4 separate regions of the Mus musculus genome follow, and all the other regions are linked to region 4. A link is a contact called in public HiChIP or PLAC-seq and promoter capture Hi-C data. All regions are on one chromosome and are shown on one strand. Each heading gives the region's core, a stretch centred on a gene start, on an enhancer-like site or on the middle of the called end of the contact. The rest is flanking DNA. Distances are from core to core; before and after follow the strand shown.

Region 1 (3,740 bases), core at 663-3,162, 200 kb before region 4:
TCAGCCTGCCAAACACCTAAAATTATAGGGGTGCACCAACAGGCCCAGCTTCTTTACATAGGAAAGAATAGATAATATGATTTTTTATGGTTTTAATTTAATAGTTAGGTGGCATCCAATATATTGGCATTCTTGTGCATCTAGTCTTTTGTCCTTCGTGGGAGCCTAGGAAAGCCCAGCCATGCGACCCTGACAGGATTTCAGTCAGTAAGAACTGCGTTCTTGGCATCTAGAACAAGTGCAGTGTGAAGTAAGGCTGGTGTGACACAGCCTTGATGTTGTCAAACAGATGCTTAGAGAAGTAAGGCTGGGGTGAAGTTTGATAGCTGGGTAAGGAAGTTCCATTCCAGTCTGACAAGGAGGTGCTAAGCAAGTATGTGGCTGCTCTTTCTCTTCTGGTATCATCCCACAGTACCTCCTTTGCCACTGCCATCCTCGAAGAGACTACAAGAATGTCCAGGCCTTATGGTGGTGGAGCCAATGTCATCATCTCTAGACCAAGCACTAGTCATCTGAAAGGGCTCCTGTTGTCACAGTTTCTCCACCCCCTTCATTCTTGTGTACACCAATTTCCCCAGTGCTGGGTGTCCTCCTTTAGAAGAACCCCACTGGTCCAAACTGTCCCTTAGTCTCAATCCAGCCACTCCAGTGTGGTCTTTGGATCTGTGCAATAGAGCTGGTTGGGAGTGGAATTTGTGGACTTGCCTAACACCCTGAATCAACTCCCTTGGATGGAGATGGGTGTTCAGAATCCAGGTTTTCCCAAGCCTTCCGGGTGATTGCTGGGCAAGTAAGGCGTGGGAACGTTCCGAAAGATTCAACGTAGTATATAAATAGAAAATGTTGAGAGTTTATGCCCAACACTGTTTAGGAGCAATAAATAATCCTAAGGATGGAATATAAGAAATGAGGCAATGACAAATACAGCAGAACCAAGCATATTCCACCAGACAGTGCTCCACTTATGCCCCACTCAGAGCCGTGGAGGAAGGAGCTCTGGGGACTGCCCATTTGGGTGGCCTCCCGGCTCCTCTCACATCGAGAGGGAAGGGAGCATCCTGTGGAACCTTTCAGAAACCCTGACTCATATCACACATGTATAGAAGACACAGTGCAGGGAATAGGCAATGGGGAATGCCTAAGTATGGCTGTACAGGCAGATGTGCTAGATTAGAGCTCTATGCAAGCTAATAGCCAACTAGAAAATCCATTCTCCAGGGGGGAAAATGACACAGCCTCCCCTGAGTGTAGTATTGGAGAAACTCCACAGGGCACATGGGTGTTTTTCAGGGTTCGATGAAAACTTGGATGTACAGGGGGAGTTGATTCTCCAGGATGCCTTTCAAGTGTGGGACCCAAAGTCGCTGATCCGGAAGGGGCGGGAGCGCCATCTGTTCCTCTTTGAGATCTCCTTGGTGTTTAGCAAAGAGATCAAAGACTCTTCAGGACACACGAAATATGTTTACAAGAACAAGCTACTGGTAGGTGGGGCAGGTGGGACAAGACAAGATTCCCTGCTTTGGTAGAACCCATGGGCAGGAAGGGCTGCAGACACATACAGCTCACCTCTTCCCTACTTCTCTACTCCAAAGCCCTCCCGGACAAAGGCTCAGGCCTCCTACTTGGAAAGTTCCCTCCAACATCCTCCGCTTCTTCATCTTAGAGTTCAAAGGTCTTTTTGTCTGCTTTTAGCACCTTTCTCTTCACCATCCCTCCTGATACCTGCTAATCAGGCAAATGCCAGCAGGTCCTCTCATCCTGGGTATATGAACAATTACCTAGTCTATTGAAGCCTGATTGACAGAAGCCCCTCCCTTGGCCCCCTCCTCTTTGTTGCCTTCCCCTTCCTATCCCAGCCCTAAGTTTCCCCCACTGCCCTCCCCTTCCCCGCCTCTCACAGGCATTTCCTGTCTACAGACCTCAGAGCTGGGTGTGACCGAGCATGTAGAAGGTGACCCCTGCAAATTCGCCTTGTGGTCTGGGCGCACCCCATCCTCAGACAATAAAACAGTGCTCAAAGTAAGTACTGCTCTCTTCTATCACAAAACCATGGTTGGGGTAATTAGGTAGGGTAAAGGAAGCAGGCATAAGACACCAAAAAACAGGGTCTAGAGACCAGTGAGCCACCAGGCCTCTCTTACACAGGTATTGAGAGTCAACGTTGACCATAAAGGTAGGCCCAGAATCTTGAAGGCAGATATTCTCCTTGAGTTCATAGAGGCCAGGGGATAACTCATTGACCTAACAAGGTCTAGTCAACTGGGTTCTGTCCACATGTCTCTTTCCAGGGGCAAGAACAACCAAGCTTTTAACAAAGACACCTTGAGTTGCCTGTGTTTGCTCAGCAGTTTGCCCTAAACATCCTCTGTGTACAAGGTGCTCTGCTTCGTGCCATGAAAAGAACCATACTTAAGATCCAGTCCTTATTCTCTGGAAGTGGATTCTGGAAGCTCCCATAAATCACAGCAGCCTGAGGGGTCCACAGAGCTCAGCTCTCCGGGTTCAGGCTGGTTTTGAGTCCCTGGTTCCTGGTGGCACTACCTGACTAATTGGAGTTAGTGCAAATAGAGCTTCCATTGATCACTTGCTAGTCAAGGAAATGTCCATCGCCAAGGAGCAGATGGCCTATCTCAGGCAAAAGCTTTACAGATCCACCCTTAATTTGCAGAATGGCTGCTCCCTGTCATGAAGAATTACCTGAAAAGGGACCCCGGAAGGCAATGGAGTAGTGTAGGCATGAGAGCAGTGCTTCTAATAAGCACATTTAGCAGCCTGAAACCCCAATACTGACGGTCGCCTGTGTAGGCTATGTGAGTGTGACAGCTATTAAATATCCTGACATACCCATTACCCTGCTGGTAAATAGCCACTGCTTTCAGATGTCACAGTTCCAAGTGCCTCCGGGGCCTCATAGGATCCACAATTCAAGTGGTAATCCAGGCCCAACAGAGAGCAACAGATTCTGTTCCAACTCCAGAGCCAACTACAGATTGGTCACTGCCTAATGAATTATGAAATATTTTTACAAGTGCTCCATAGAATCTCCACTGAGTCTTGAACATCTCTGAGGTTAAAGAGTCAAAGGATAAAATGCCAAAGAAGCTCCCCTAAAGATTTGGTGTCTTTGGAATAACAGTGAGACCTGTAGGGGGAGAGCTGAACATGGTTTTGTGGGCAACCAGAGCTGGGGTTCTCAATGTTTCTTCCTGTGGTACCCCAGGCTTCCAACATCGAAACCAAGCAGGAATGGATCAAGAACATTCGAGAAGTGATTCAGGAGAGGATCATTCATCTTAAAGGCGCTTTAAAGGAGCCAATTCAGCTCCCCAAAACACCAGCCAAACTGAGGAACAATAGTAAGAGGTAACCAACACCCGTCCCCAACATGCTATGTCATGTCCCGAGGGAGGGAGGATGGGGTCACCCTTCATCTCTAGTGGGAATGGTGCTGTCCTCCATCTAGGAAGACCCATCAGTTCTGCCTGTGGCTAAATCCACCATCTTTAAGCTTCTCAGTTACTGTCCATCGATGCACTCTCTGCCTGAGTGTGCTACCAGAATATGAGAGGAGGTATAAGTTGGGTTACTTCTCCCAAGAACCTTCCTACAACCGTGGGTTGCACATGGAACAGATAAGAACAGTAGCATCCTGAGAGAGTAAATGCTGTCAAACGGGACAGTGATGCTCTTTGTGGCGTTGGGGAAGGCTTTGAGAAGAACTGCGTCATGAGAAGGGAGGC
Region 2 (3,767 bases), core at 289-2,788, 190 kb after region 4:
TCTGAAGTGTGGAGCCTGCTCCTGTACCCTGCTGGGGGAATTCTCTGGCCCAAGTCTCCTTTCTACACCTCTAAGGTACCTTGAGATCCATGACTACGAATTCTCTAACCTCTAGCCATTTCCCCAAGCCTTCCCAGCAAAGGATTCCCTTCTCAGTACCCTTATGTCTTACAGAAGGCATTTCTTCTTCATGGTGACTCCAGAAAATCACGTAGATCTTATCAGTTCTAATTGGGACCTGAAGACTTGGCCACAGCACCCAGGCTTGGCAGAGGAGATCTGGTGAGGCCTACCCTCCTCTTAGGACAGCTCTTCTCCCCCAATCTTAAAAGCAGATCAAAAAAAAAATATTGGTCCAGGGAATAAAGAAAGAAGTTTGCTTATGGATAGTATTAAATATCCATTAATGATATTTTTAGGGTATGAAAGGATATGAATATAAAAGTTGAACACATTTTTAATGTTATTTGATTCTCAAAATACTCAATATTATTAATGTGTTTGATGTATAAAATGCATTTAAATAATAAAAAAATTAAGAAGAAAAAAAAGAAAGAAAGAAAAGAAGCCTGCTGCCAAGGCTGGCCGGCTGTGTTCAATCTCACTCAGGGGGTGGGAGGAGAGAAACCACTTTCTGGGAGTTGTCCGATGTCCTCCACATGTATGGTAATTAAATGTAGTAAGAGGTTTCAAAAGCTCCTATCTTGCCATGTATGTTGGCTCATACCTATAACCCAGCACTCCAAGGCAGTTGGATCAGAAGTTCATCTACTGTATGGAGAGTTCAGTTTAACCTTGGTAGCACGAGATTCCATCCCCCAAACAAAGCAAGTCAAGTGGTCCTTTACATTGAACTCAATTTCTCTTCCCCCTTCCACTGCCTCCAATGCCTTATTCCTTTCTTGCATTTGACGTCTAGATCTGGATTTCTCTCAGAATGGGGTGGGGTGGGGGACAAATTCCTTACCTACTCAAACCCAGATAAACTCTCCCTAGTCCAGAAGAAGAACACCTGTAGGGGCTCTAACCCCCACTGGGATTGCTCTTTTTGGCCAGAGATCCCCAGTTTCAAGTGTTGGTGAAAACAGACATATCCCCGACCCCTCCAGGTCTGACTCTCTGATGATCACAGGAACAGATCTAGATCCAGCTTGCTAACCTCATCCTTGCACGACTGAGTCATCTTTATCCAACTTCAGACAAACCTCTGCCCTGCTGTGTCCCAATGTCAGCCATAGACTTCTTTTGCCTCTGCTGTCTTGGGGGTCACAGATGAAAATGTCAGCATCTCCGAGCTGAGCTAGTCAAGAAATGGCCCCAAGTCAAGACTAGCAGCCACTTTAAAAAGTTGTAGGATCAAGCCTGCTGTTTCTGTTTCAGAGACTACGATACCAATTCAACTTATCAAGTTACAGAAGCAACCACAAAATAACAAAAAAGGAGTTTCTTACCCACGGTCACCAAAAGGAGACTGAGAGAGAGAAGCAGGAAGCCTTTCATGGTAGCTGCTCTTGCTTGATAATCCAAGGAGGAAATGTGTCCTCTCCTTCGCTGCCTGGAGTTTTAACTGTCTTTCAAGTCCGAAGTCCACTCATTAACTGATAGAGGCAAAGGCAATTCGTGGTCAGGATCTGGTCTCTGGTCGTACAGCATGGGCTGCTTCCAACCTCAGAGTCAGGTCACTTGAGCCCAGCTTCAGGTTGATATCCTTGACTCAAAGTCCAGGACAACTGTAGAAGTCTGAGTTCTCTTTAGAAATCCTTGCAAGGTCAAAGGTGAGTGTATTCAGCTAATCTCTCTATATCTTGGGAATGGTAGACCTATCGCCTCCCCAGAGCCTACTACTGTCTCTCTAAACACTCAGTAATCTAGCCGAGAACGATGATTGCCTTACCTCTGACCCCTTCTTATTTTGTGTGTGCACACCACAGTGCTCATGTAGCTGCCAGAGGATGGTGGGAAGGGTTGATTCTTGACCCTTCACCATGTGGGATCATGGGATGGAATTCAGGTCATCAGGCTTAGTGGCAGATGCCTTTAACTCTGAGTCATCTTCTGGGCCCTCCCCTCCCCAACTCCCCACCATTTGACTGCAAAGAATTCTATTTTCTCTACCTGCTGTTCCAAGAATACCTGAAAAGTCCTTTCATGTTTTCTCCAACTATTTATGACTTGACTTGTGTCATCTTTTGCTGTGGACTCCCACACTGGGCTTTTCCTAATGGTCACTTCTAGAAACTTCTAGAGCTAACGTTTCCAAGCTTCCCTCCATCTCACATATCACTTTAACTGGACATAGACCCCAGTTGTCATGCTCCTATTAGAAGCAGGCTTGAAGGTTATTGACGGTAGGCTCCCTTTCCCATAACCACCTTGGCCCACCGTCTGTCGTGGGTCCAATTTTAACAGAGGCCAATTTGAAATTCCACAAGCAAAGAGAAAACTTGGGAAGCAGAAGAGACAGACAGATCTCTGTGAGTTCAAGGCCAGCCTACTCTACAGAGAGAGTTCCAGGCCGGCCAGGGTTGCCTAGTTAAGACTGTCTTTAAAAAACAAAACAAAACAATAAAATCAAACAAACAGCAACAGAACAATCACCATGTGAATGGCATCATAGTCACTTTTTAAAAGCATTCCTTCCTCTCTATTAAAAAAAAGGGAAGGGAAGAAGGGAGGTGGGGGTGACAGCTTTGTTGAGGCCCACAAAGAGAAGGAAGGCTGCTTCCTCCTGGCAAAGCAGGCCCATTGTTACTGGTCGATCATTCTGCGCTCAGCTCTGCCTTCTGTCCACGGCCCTGGGTAGAGACAGGGCTTTCTAGAGAAGAAACAAGGCATACCAGCGCCCCTTCTCCTAAGACTTTCTCCAGAGGGGCTTGTCAGTCACCGAAGCAGGACACTGATCTCAGAAGAGCTGTCTGTCTGAAAACTTAGGGGAATAGAGTGAAGTCCTCCTCAATGGGAGTTGGCACAAAGGGTCCTTTAGTCATTATCCCCTGTCACCTGGGGGTTCAATGTGTGCTCACGCATCACTGCCTCAACCCTTTGTTCTCCCACCCTAGAGCTCCCACCATCTCAGGAGCCAGCTCTGTCACCTGATAAGGCTTGCTTAATCCAGTCCTTTCCTGAGATCCAGCCCCACCCAGAGGAAGATACACCAACCATCCCCACGTCCTTTAACCTGACCCTTAACTCTGTTCTCAATCTAAAAATCATATTAATGCTCAGAAGCTCCTATTGTCCCCAGGGTCTCCACTCAAGACTACGATAGGGGGCTGAAGACACGGCTTAGAGGTTAAAAGTACTTCCTGGTTTTGCAGATGACAGGTGTTCTGCTTTCAACGCGCCGGCCAGGTGGCTCCCAACTGATCCTGTAACTCAGGTTCCAGGGGAATCCACACCTCTGGCAGGCATGTACACACAGTCTTAAAGATAATAAAAATTAATATTAAAAAATAAGAGGACTATGATAAAGAGGCTGGGAGAGGGGTGTGAGTGTAGTCAGCACCCGGTCAAGACCCCGGCATCCATGTTAAAAGATGGACACAGTGGTGTGGGTTTAACCCCAGTGTGGGTGATCCTGGAGCTTACCAGGGCTACTAAGGACTGGCCGGCTTGGCCACAAAGGTGGGCCACCCCAGAACCCCTAACCCTCTCTGCCAGCACTGTCTAGGACTTCTGGAGCCACACTGGCTTGGGCACAGAGGCACACCATTAGGTAGTAGTTTCTCAATCTAGTTTTAGTTTACATCTCCTGATGACAAAGGATG
Region 3 (3,419 bases), core at 256-2,755, 150 kb after region 4:
ATATTCCAGAGGATGGTGATTCAAGCTACATCTCTTTGCGTTTCCCTGGGGACTCTTTGGAACACGAAAGATGTGGACACTGGTTGCCAGATTTGAGGGAGGGGTGGGTGGGACCCACTGATCTACTTATTTTCCCAGAAAAGCAGCCTTGCTACGCTATTAAGTTTGTACTGGGGCCTCAGCGACATTTTTTGGTTTCCTCAACTCCCTCCTTGCTCTCAGATGGAAACCTCAACCTCCTTCATGTAAATGAGACGGGTAGGGGTAACAGAGTTCTCCCCTCAAGCAGCCAGGCAACCACTGGGCTCAGAGAGGCAAACAAGTACCTCGGGCTTGAAAGTGAATAGCGCACTCTTAATCAATACACAATTACTTCCGACAGGAAGAGGAAAGTTCGGAAACTCCTCTTTGAGTGGGTAGGTTTGGAAGAGGTAGGAGCGTCAACTATCATTCTTCCTATAGGGATTTTTTTTTTTAAGACAGGGTCTCATTGTGTAGCATGCTAGGGTTAAAGGCGTGTGCCACCACTGTCCGGTCCCTAAACTTAATTGCCACTCCCAAGTCTGAAAACTGAACGCAGGTAGCTGGGGGCTCCCGCATCAGCGCCAGGGTGCATCCGGCTAAGGTAGCGCCAGCAGCCCCTCCGCAGTCCGGACACAGTGTTTGTGAATCACAGTACCGAACAGTATCAGATGGCGGTGTACCAGGTGGGGCAGCGACTTCGGACTTACAGAGAGTAATGACAACTTTCAATTTAGAGCAAACTTCGAAAGTTGCATTATCCACAGACCTCCGGGATGACTCGGTCGCCACACTTTGGCCCCCACATCACTCCCCGCGGGCCACAAGGGCCGCTTTGTGCAGGCGAGCGAAGAGCTAGGGCCCCAGCACCGGGCCCGGAGGCTTCCCCTCCCAAGTCCCCAGCGCCCTCGGGCTCCGCCACCAGACGCACACTGTTTACACAGGAAGGGAAGGCTCCTCCTCAGCCCGGGAGGGAACCCGCCAGCGCACGCAGATCTGATGCCCGCGCCTCGCCGACCCTTCTGGGAGCGCCCTGGGGTGCACTGCACCCTCGGCTCCCGCAAGCGGCCGCGGGCGAGCAAAAGTTGAGGAGCGCGCGGCGGGGCGGCGCGGCTTACCTGCGAGGCGCGGAACGAGCGCGCAGAGCCCGAGCAGACAGGCGTAGAGGGTCGCGGGCACCCGCGGCATGATGCGCGCCGCTCGGCTGGGGCGCTCGGCGGGGGCGGAGCGGGGCCGAGGCCGGGGACCGCAGCCGCATGCCGGGCGCTGCGCTCCGGCTCACGGCGCCCGCGGCCGGGCTGGTCCGCGCCCGGCCGCCACCATCCTCCTCGCTGGCCCGCTGGGACGCTCGGAGTTGTCGCTGCTCCGGACGCACCCTCGCCGAGTCCCCCGCGCGTCTACTCTCGGAGACCCTTCCCTTTTTCCTCGGCCGCCAGCCCCCACTCTTCTCTGCTTTCTCCTCCCCCCTCTCCTGCGGGCCGCCACTCGGTCAGTTTACGGCTAGGCGGGACGGGGCGGGGCGAGCTCGGGCCGGACCAGCTCCGCCCTGCACCGGGACCCGCCAGCACGCCTAGATCCTGGGTTGCCCAGGTGGCTGTCACAGCTGACCCACTTGTGGGGATCGGGTGTTCGAAACTTCTAGTTAGGGTCTCCCTCCCCGGTCTTGGAGTTGGGAGGGGGCGGGGCGCGCTCCATTAGGCCTGCAGAGATTACTTGGGCCAAAGCAATCTCAGTTTTGACTTCAGGATCGTGGGGCAGTTACGGCTTGGATCTGTCAGGCCATTTCGTCATGCCACAAGCGCATGCCAGGCCAGGCCTCGCCCGAGAATATTCAATCCAGACGCCACGCTTGGGATGGGCAGGGGAGGACACGTGGAACGTGGAAGTTCAGGTGAAGCGGAGGGCACCCTGGTGAGCAGGCACTGTGATAAGTGCTAACATCCCTCCCGTTGTTTAGGTGAGCAAACTGAGCCACCAAGGGTTAATATACTGGAGGAAGCGACTGCTAGCTTTTTCCCTGAAATCCAGATTTAAGTAAGGCAGCCTAACCTTTGCCTATTAAGAACCAGCTGGAGCTGGGCATGGTGGCACACGACTTTACACGGCACTTGGGAGGCAGGGGCAGTCAGATTTCTGAGTTTGAGGCCAGCCTGGTCTACAGAGTGAGTTCCAGGACAGCCAGGGCTACACAGAGAAACCCTGCCTCGAAAAAACCAAAAGAAAAAATAAATAAATAAAAGAAGAAGAAAAAGAAGGAGGAGGAGGAAGAGGAAGAGGAAGAAGAAGAAGAAGAAGCAGCAGAAGCAGCAGCAGCAGCAGCTAGAAGGTCAGGACTTGGCGGTGTAGGTGCAAAAACCTACCTAAGGCGTTTGAATCTTAAAAACTTTGTTGTGTCCACCTTTCAAACTCTTAACTGGGTGGCACTGACAGGAGCCAGTTTGTAGTGTGTGCATAGGGAAAAGTGAACCAATCCAGAGCAAACTTCAAAGTTCATCCTTGGACCATATGCAAATTCGTACTCTGTCCTACATTGCTTTGTTATGACTTAAAAGTCATATTTGGCCGGGTGTGGTGGTGCACGCCTTTAATCCCAGCACTCAGGAGGCAGAGGCAGGCAGATTTCTGAGTTCGAGGCCGGCCTGGTCTACAGAGTGAGTTCCAGGACAGCTAGGGCTACACAGAGAAACCCTGTCTCGAAAAAAAATCATGTTTGCTGCTAACCATTATCCAGTAGAATTCATGCTGCATGCCAAGCGTGGTGGCGCACTCGGGAGGTAAAGGCAGGCAGATTTCTGAGTTCGAGGCCAGCCTGGTCTACAAAGTGAGTTCTAGGACAGTCAGGGCTATCTATACAGAGAAACCCTGCCTCAAAAAACCAAAAGAAAAAAAAAAAAAAAAAAGAATTCATGCTGCAGAAACAGCCCAGGTAGATCTTGGAATTACCTGGCCCTTAGGGCAATAGCCTTGGGGCTATGCTTATCCCAGCTTAGAGGTGGCTACTACATTATGGGAGCTGATCAAAGAGTTTGAACTGGAGTGTTGCTTGGTCTGGCAGGAAAGTGTAGGATGAGCTAGAAGGTGAAATACTGCTTTAAGTACAATGGTGGCTTTCCTATGCCATGCATTCTTTGAGTTCAGGGCCCATAGTATCCCATCTTCTCTGCACTCAAAATGAGCACTTTGTAGCGGCTGAAATATCCTACTTTGTCCCACATCTGGCACGGACCACCATTTATCTAAATTGCACCTGGAAAGTGCTGTGATCCAACTTGCCCTAATTCTTACCAGACCCCTTCTGTCTTATCTGGTGGTTCTCTGGGTCCCCAGCCTGCCCAGACCTGCTGTAAGCAGTCCTGAGCAATCTAAGCTGCATTAAAGCTGGTTTGTTGATGCCTTTT
Region 4 (3,579 bases), core at 494-2,993:
TGGTGGTGAAAAGAGAAGAGGGAAGAGAGAAAGACAGGGGGGGTTGTTCCTCTTATATATATGGATGGTAACGTGGTCACAGGTAAAGGTGGGAGGTGAGCCCAATGGATTCTGGGAATATGGTGGCCATTGTCTTGGCAACAGGTGTGTAGATTGCACTGTTGCCTATGTGATGTCACAGGTTTCAGAGGTCCTGATACCAACAGTCACCATATTATAAACTAGATCACCAGAACGTATTTCTCTTCCCTAGCTATAATCTGTATTTCTTACACTTATTTTCATTTTCTTCCTATTATGTACTCTCAGGCTTGACTCATTTAAGAAGACTTTCCTGGTGGTTGACTGATTGACAAGAGTGGAGTTGGAATGAGAGAAGTTTATCTATCAATCTATAGCCATAGCACCCCCAAACTACTACCTAGAATTTTCTATCCAAGACATCTCTGGAATGTCAGATTATCTAGATATCAAACATAGAAAGATACAGCTTTTTTCATTAATTAATTTGCTTATTTACTTTACATCCCAATCAAAACTCCTTCTCCCTCCTCTCCTCCCAGTCCTTCCCACTCACCTTACCTCTTCACATCCCTCATCCCACCCTCCGCAAAGGACCAGTCTCAGTTTGGAAGAGGAGTTCTGAGAGAAGGGGTGTCTGGGAGCTGTGAAAACAAACAACTTAAAGTGTGTTGTGTGTAGCTTTTTGCTATCCTGCCTAAGCTCTGGGAACAGGCTGTGCTACCAATCCCCTCCCAGCTTTCTTTGAATCAAAGGATAGAAGATACACACACACACACACACACACACACAGAGTTGTTCATTTTCAGCTTGCCTTCTTGGCACAATTGCTGGGTGCTACTATTTCTTACCTGGAAAAACATGCCCTTAGCTCAAAACTTCCCACTACCCTATCTTTAGTTGGTCAGTTGCATCTAGTCCCTGATAAACATCTCTAACCATCCACCTATAGGAGTGGCAACAGCCCATGACTCCTCCTCAGACCTCACATCATGGTTGCCTGGTTCTTCTCTCTCCAAAGCATGGCGAACTCCCTCTCTCCTTCCTTGCATCATCCTGCTTGCCTCCCAGAACCTAGAAGTCCCACATGTATCTTCTGACCAGCAATTGTCTCATGGCATTCTTTATTGACAGATCAAGAACCAGTTGGTGAACAGGACCTTAGCATCAGAACCTCCCCTACAGAAGTCAAATTGTGGGTCCAAGCTGGCCACCTAGGTTCTGTTGAAATGGCTTTTCAGATTGCTGTGTGTGTGTGTGTGTGTGTGTGTGTATGTGTGTGTGTGCGTGTGTGTATGTGTGTGCGTGTGTGTGCGTGTGTGTGTGCGTGTGTGTGTGTGTGTGTGTGTGTGTTTGCGTGTGTGTGTGTGTGTGTGTGTGTGTGTGTGTGTGTTTTCAGCATTGTCTTCCTTTTTTAAAAAATTTTTCTGGTTGAGACAGCTCTCTCTGCTAGTAGAAATTCTACAAGAAACCGAGATAGTTCATAAATTTTCTAACCAAAGTCAGAAAAGCTGCTATAAAAAAAATTATTGGATCTTTCATCCAAGTCAGAAATCCTGTTAGAAAAAAAATTGTTGAAGAGCTGTTTTTGCTCTCCAGAGATTTCGGACAGCTCAGCCCTTGAGAGAGAAAATTCTAAAGCACTTCTGTCACACTCTGCCTACCTCATCTCATACAGACCAAGAGGACCAAAGGCCTGTCTTTTTGTTTACAGATCAATTCAGGCATTTACTTTAGGTTTCCTTTTGATTATCCTATGAGTCAGCATTCCAGTGACCCCAGACCTTTGTTTCCTAGGAGACAGCAAGCATACATTTTCCTTAACATTGCAAAAGAATTCAGAGACCTGCCTGCCTTTGTTAAGCACAGATGAGAAAGTAGTTGGGTGGGACCCCTCCCTGAAATGACCAATTCTACCACACTAGGGCCTGGACTTTCCGTGTCCCAGAATGACCTTGGACTCAGGAATCTGCCTGCCTTTGACTCTTTCTGACAAACTGGCTCATTAATGCAGCTGCCCACGCTCCCTTAGATTGTGAACCCCTTATAATTCATATTGCATAGTTACATTTTTACATAGTTGAGAAATTATATATATTTGATTTCATGTACTTAGAGCTCTTTCCCATAGCCTTAAGGCCTGTCCTGAAGGTCCCAGTGTTTACCATTTTGCTGAGACTTAGCCACACCCTCAATTTCTGGATGTGCTGTTTTTAATTATCATGAAGTCATTAATATTATCAGGGAGGATATTCCTTGGAAGGAAAGAGTCTTCAACTGCTAGTACATTATTACACAAACAAGCCTTACACCCACAGCAGCCATTGACACTCATGGAGGCTCACACCAGGATCCTGTCCAAGGCTCAGGAACCATGTCACTCTGTCCTCACCAAGACCACACTGGGTTGGCATCCCCTCCCTTTCTCCTCACAATCTGCCCTGACATATAAGTTTGCTGTAGGACCAGGCACAGAAAGAAAGGTACAGCTCTTATCCTTAGGGGCCACAAGTCCAACAGTTAGAACCAAGAGATAAATAATGCTTTAAATATGGCGTGGAAATACTAGAGACCATGTATTACTCAGGGCTGTGAGAACATAGAACTGTTCTTTGTTGGATGTGATCTTCAGGGAAGACGTGTGGGAAGCAAGGCCTGACTAGAATCACGTGCTCAATCTTGCTCTGCCTGTAGTGGTCAATAGGGATAACTGGTGCAACCCTCCTGGACCAGAAAATCAAGATTCCCATTCCCTAGTCTCAGATGGATGCAGGCTAGAGAACAGCTCTAAGGAAGGTGGGGTGGCTGATCTTTTCTGGCTTGGAGCAGTGTTGCTGTAACTGTCCCCCTCATTTGTTCCAAGTATCTCTGAGAGTTCCTTGTGATGAGCACAGTACCACTCCTCTCTGATCTTTCCTCTCTTGCCTCATACTAGAAGACCAGAGGGAGGTAGGGAGCCTTCCAGGGGCTCCATCCTTTTCCACTTATCAATAAAATAGAAGGATCCCGTAGCAAGGAACAAATTAGGGGAGAAAATGAAGTCAGCTATGCAGGTTTCAGCTATGGTTGGAAGTTATTCCTGTACTGGATCACACTCCTTGACATGGGCATTTCCTGAGACGTATCTCAAATGACCCACTTCACATTAAAGGTTTGATCACTTGTTACAAAAGGGCATAGGAAGCCTAGAAATAGCTACTGTTTATTCAGCACCGTGTGTTACTTCTTTCTTTCTGTGATGAGACACCATGGTCAAGGCCACATATAGAAGAGAGTTTATTAAGGGCTTAAAGTTTCAAAGGGTGAGTCCATGACCATCATGGTGAGGAGCATGGCAGCAGGCAGCTCTTGGTTCTAGAGCTGTAGTTGAGAGCTTACATCTTGACCCACACAGCACAAGGCAGGAAAGTGACTGAGAATGGTATGGGCTTTTGAAACCTTCAAAGCCTGCTCTAGTGCCACACCTTCTCCAGCAAGGCCACACCTCCTAATTCTTCCCAAACAGTTCCAGCAGCTGGGGACAAGTATTCAAACATATTTGACCATGCCTCAAATCTT

Evidence for each region. Promoter capture Hi-C pulls out the DNA fragments that hold promoters and counts their contacts. HiChIP or PLAC-seq counts read pairs in DNA pulled down with a chosen protein or histone mark.
Region 1: a contact with region 4 is called in an H3K27ac HiChIP or PLAC-seq map of embryonic stem cells, with 5 read pairs. The contact joins two enhancer-like sites. A contact is called at or near these places in 9 of 484 Hi-C or Micro-C datasets (the HL-1 cell line, the N1E-115 cell line, Sertoli cells and 4 more), 1 of 115 datasets of contacts at active chromatin or transcription factors (embryonic stem cells) and 1 of 9 other capture datasets (liver).
Region 2: a contact with region 4 is called in a promoter capture Hi-C map of trophoblast stem cells, with 3 times the contacts expected there. The contact joins the promoter of Muc13 here to the enhancer-like site in region 4. A contact is called at or near these places in 25 of 39 promoter capture datasets (the 3T3-L1 cell line, 3T3-L1-derived adipocytes, the C10 cell line and 16 more), 4 of 484 Hi-C or Micro-C datasets (the BV-2 cell line, bone marrow-derived macrophages, embryonic fibroblasts and 1 more), 6 of 115 datasets of contacts at active chromatin or transcription factors (acute myeloid leukemia, a beta-TC-6 cell line, bone marrow-derived dendritic cells and 3 more) and 5 of 9 other capture datasets (adipose tissue, embryonic stem cells, liver and 2 more).
Region 3: an H3K27ac HiChIP or PLAC-seq map of embryonic stem cells shows a contact between it and region 4, with 11 read pairs. The contact joins the promoter of Itgb5 here to the enhancer-like site in region 4. A contact is called at or near these places in 4 of 39 promoter capture datasets (hematopoietic stem and progenitor cells, hippocampal neurons, neutrophils and 1 more), 10 of 15 datasets of contacts at CTCF or cohesin (CD8 T cells, the G1E-ER4 cell line, the NIH/3T3 cell line and 4 more), 115 of 484 Hi-C or Micro-C datasets (the AtT-20 cell line, B cells, B-cell progenitors and 68 more), 33 of 115 datasets of contacts at active chromatin or transcription factors (Th17 cells, astrocytes, bone marrow-derived dendritic cells and 20 more) and 4 of 9 other capture datasets (adipose tissue, embryonic stem cells, liver and 1 more).

Annotation. Positions count from the first base shown.
Region 1 is chr16:34,174,008-34,177,747 of GRCm38.p6, reverse strand. Kalrn (kalirin, RhoGEF kinase) reads left to right here. Exons shown (of 60, transcript NM_177357.3): 30 at 1,291-1,481; 31 at 1,918-2,019; 32 at 3,221-3,363. Among named protein-coding and RNA genes, the nearest start is that of Gm41448, 56 kb to the right of the region's middle. Within about 2 kb of position 1,912, at least 5 of the 459 cell types and tissues checked have an H3K27ac peak or open chromatin away from gene starts, as enhancers often do. A contact at or near this core is called in embryonic stem cells, where this site is marked.
Region 2 is chr16:33,792,260-33,796,026 of GRCm38.p6, reverse strand. Muc13 (mucin 13, epithelial transmembrane) reads right to left here and starts at 1,538. Exons shown (of 12, transcript NM_001382834.1): 1 at 1,452-1,538. The coding sequence starts at 1,500. Gm15658 (a long non-coding RNA gene) reads left to right here. Exons shown (of 3, transcript XR_003951910.1): 1 at 1-282; 2 at 1,381-1,775.
Region 3 is chr16:33,827,751-33,831,169 of GRCm38.p6, reverse strand. Itgb5 (integrin beta 5) reads right to left here and starts at 1,505. Exons shown (of 15, transcript NM_001145884.1): 1 at 1,140-1,505. The coding sequence starts at 1,209.
Region 4 is chr16:33,978,330-33,981,908 of GRCm38.p6, reverse strand. All of the region lies in intron 58 of Kalrn (kalirin, RhoGEF kinase), which reads left to right. Among named protein-coding and RNA genes, the nearest start is that of Umps, 13 kb to the right of the region's middle. Within about 2 kb of position 1,743, at least 28 of the 459 cell types and tissues checked have an H3K27ac peak or open chromatin away from gene starts, as enhancers often do. A contact at or near this core is called in the SN4741 cell line, embryonic stem cells, pancreatic cancer cells and 2 more, where this site is marked.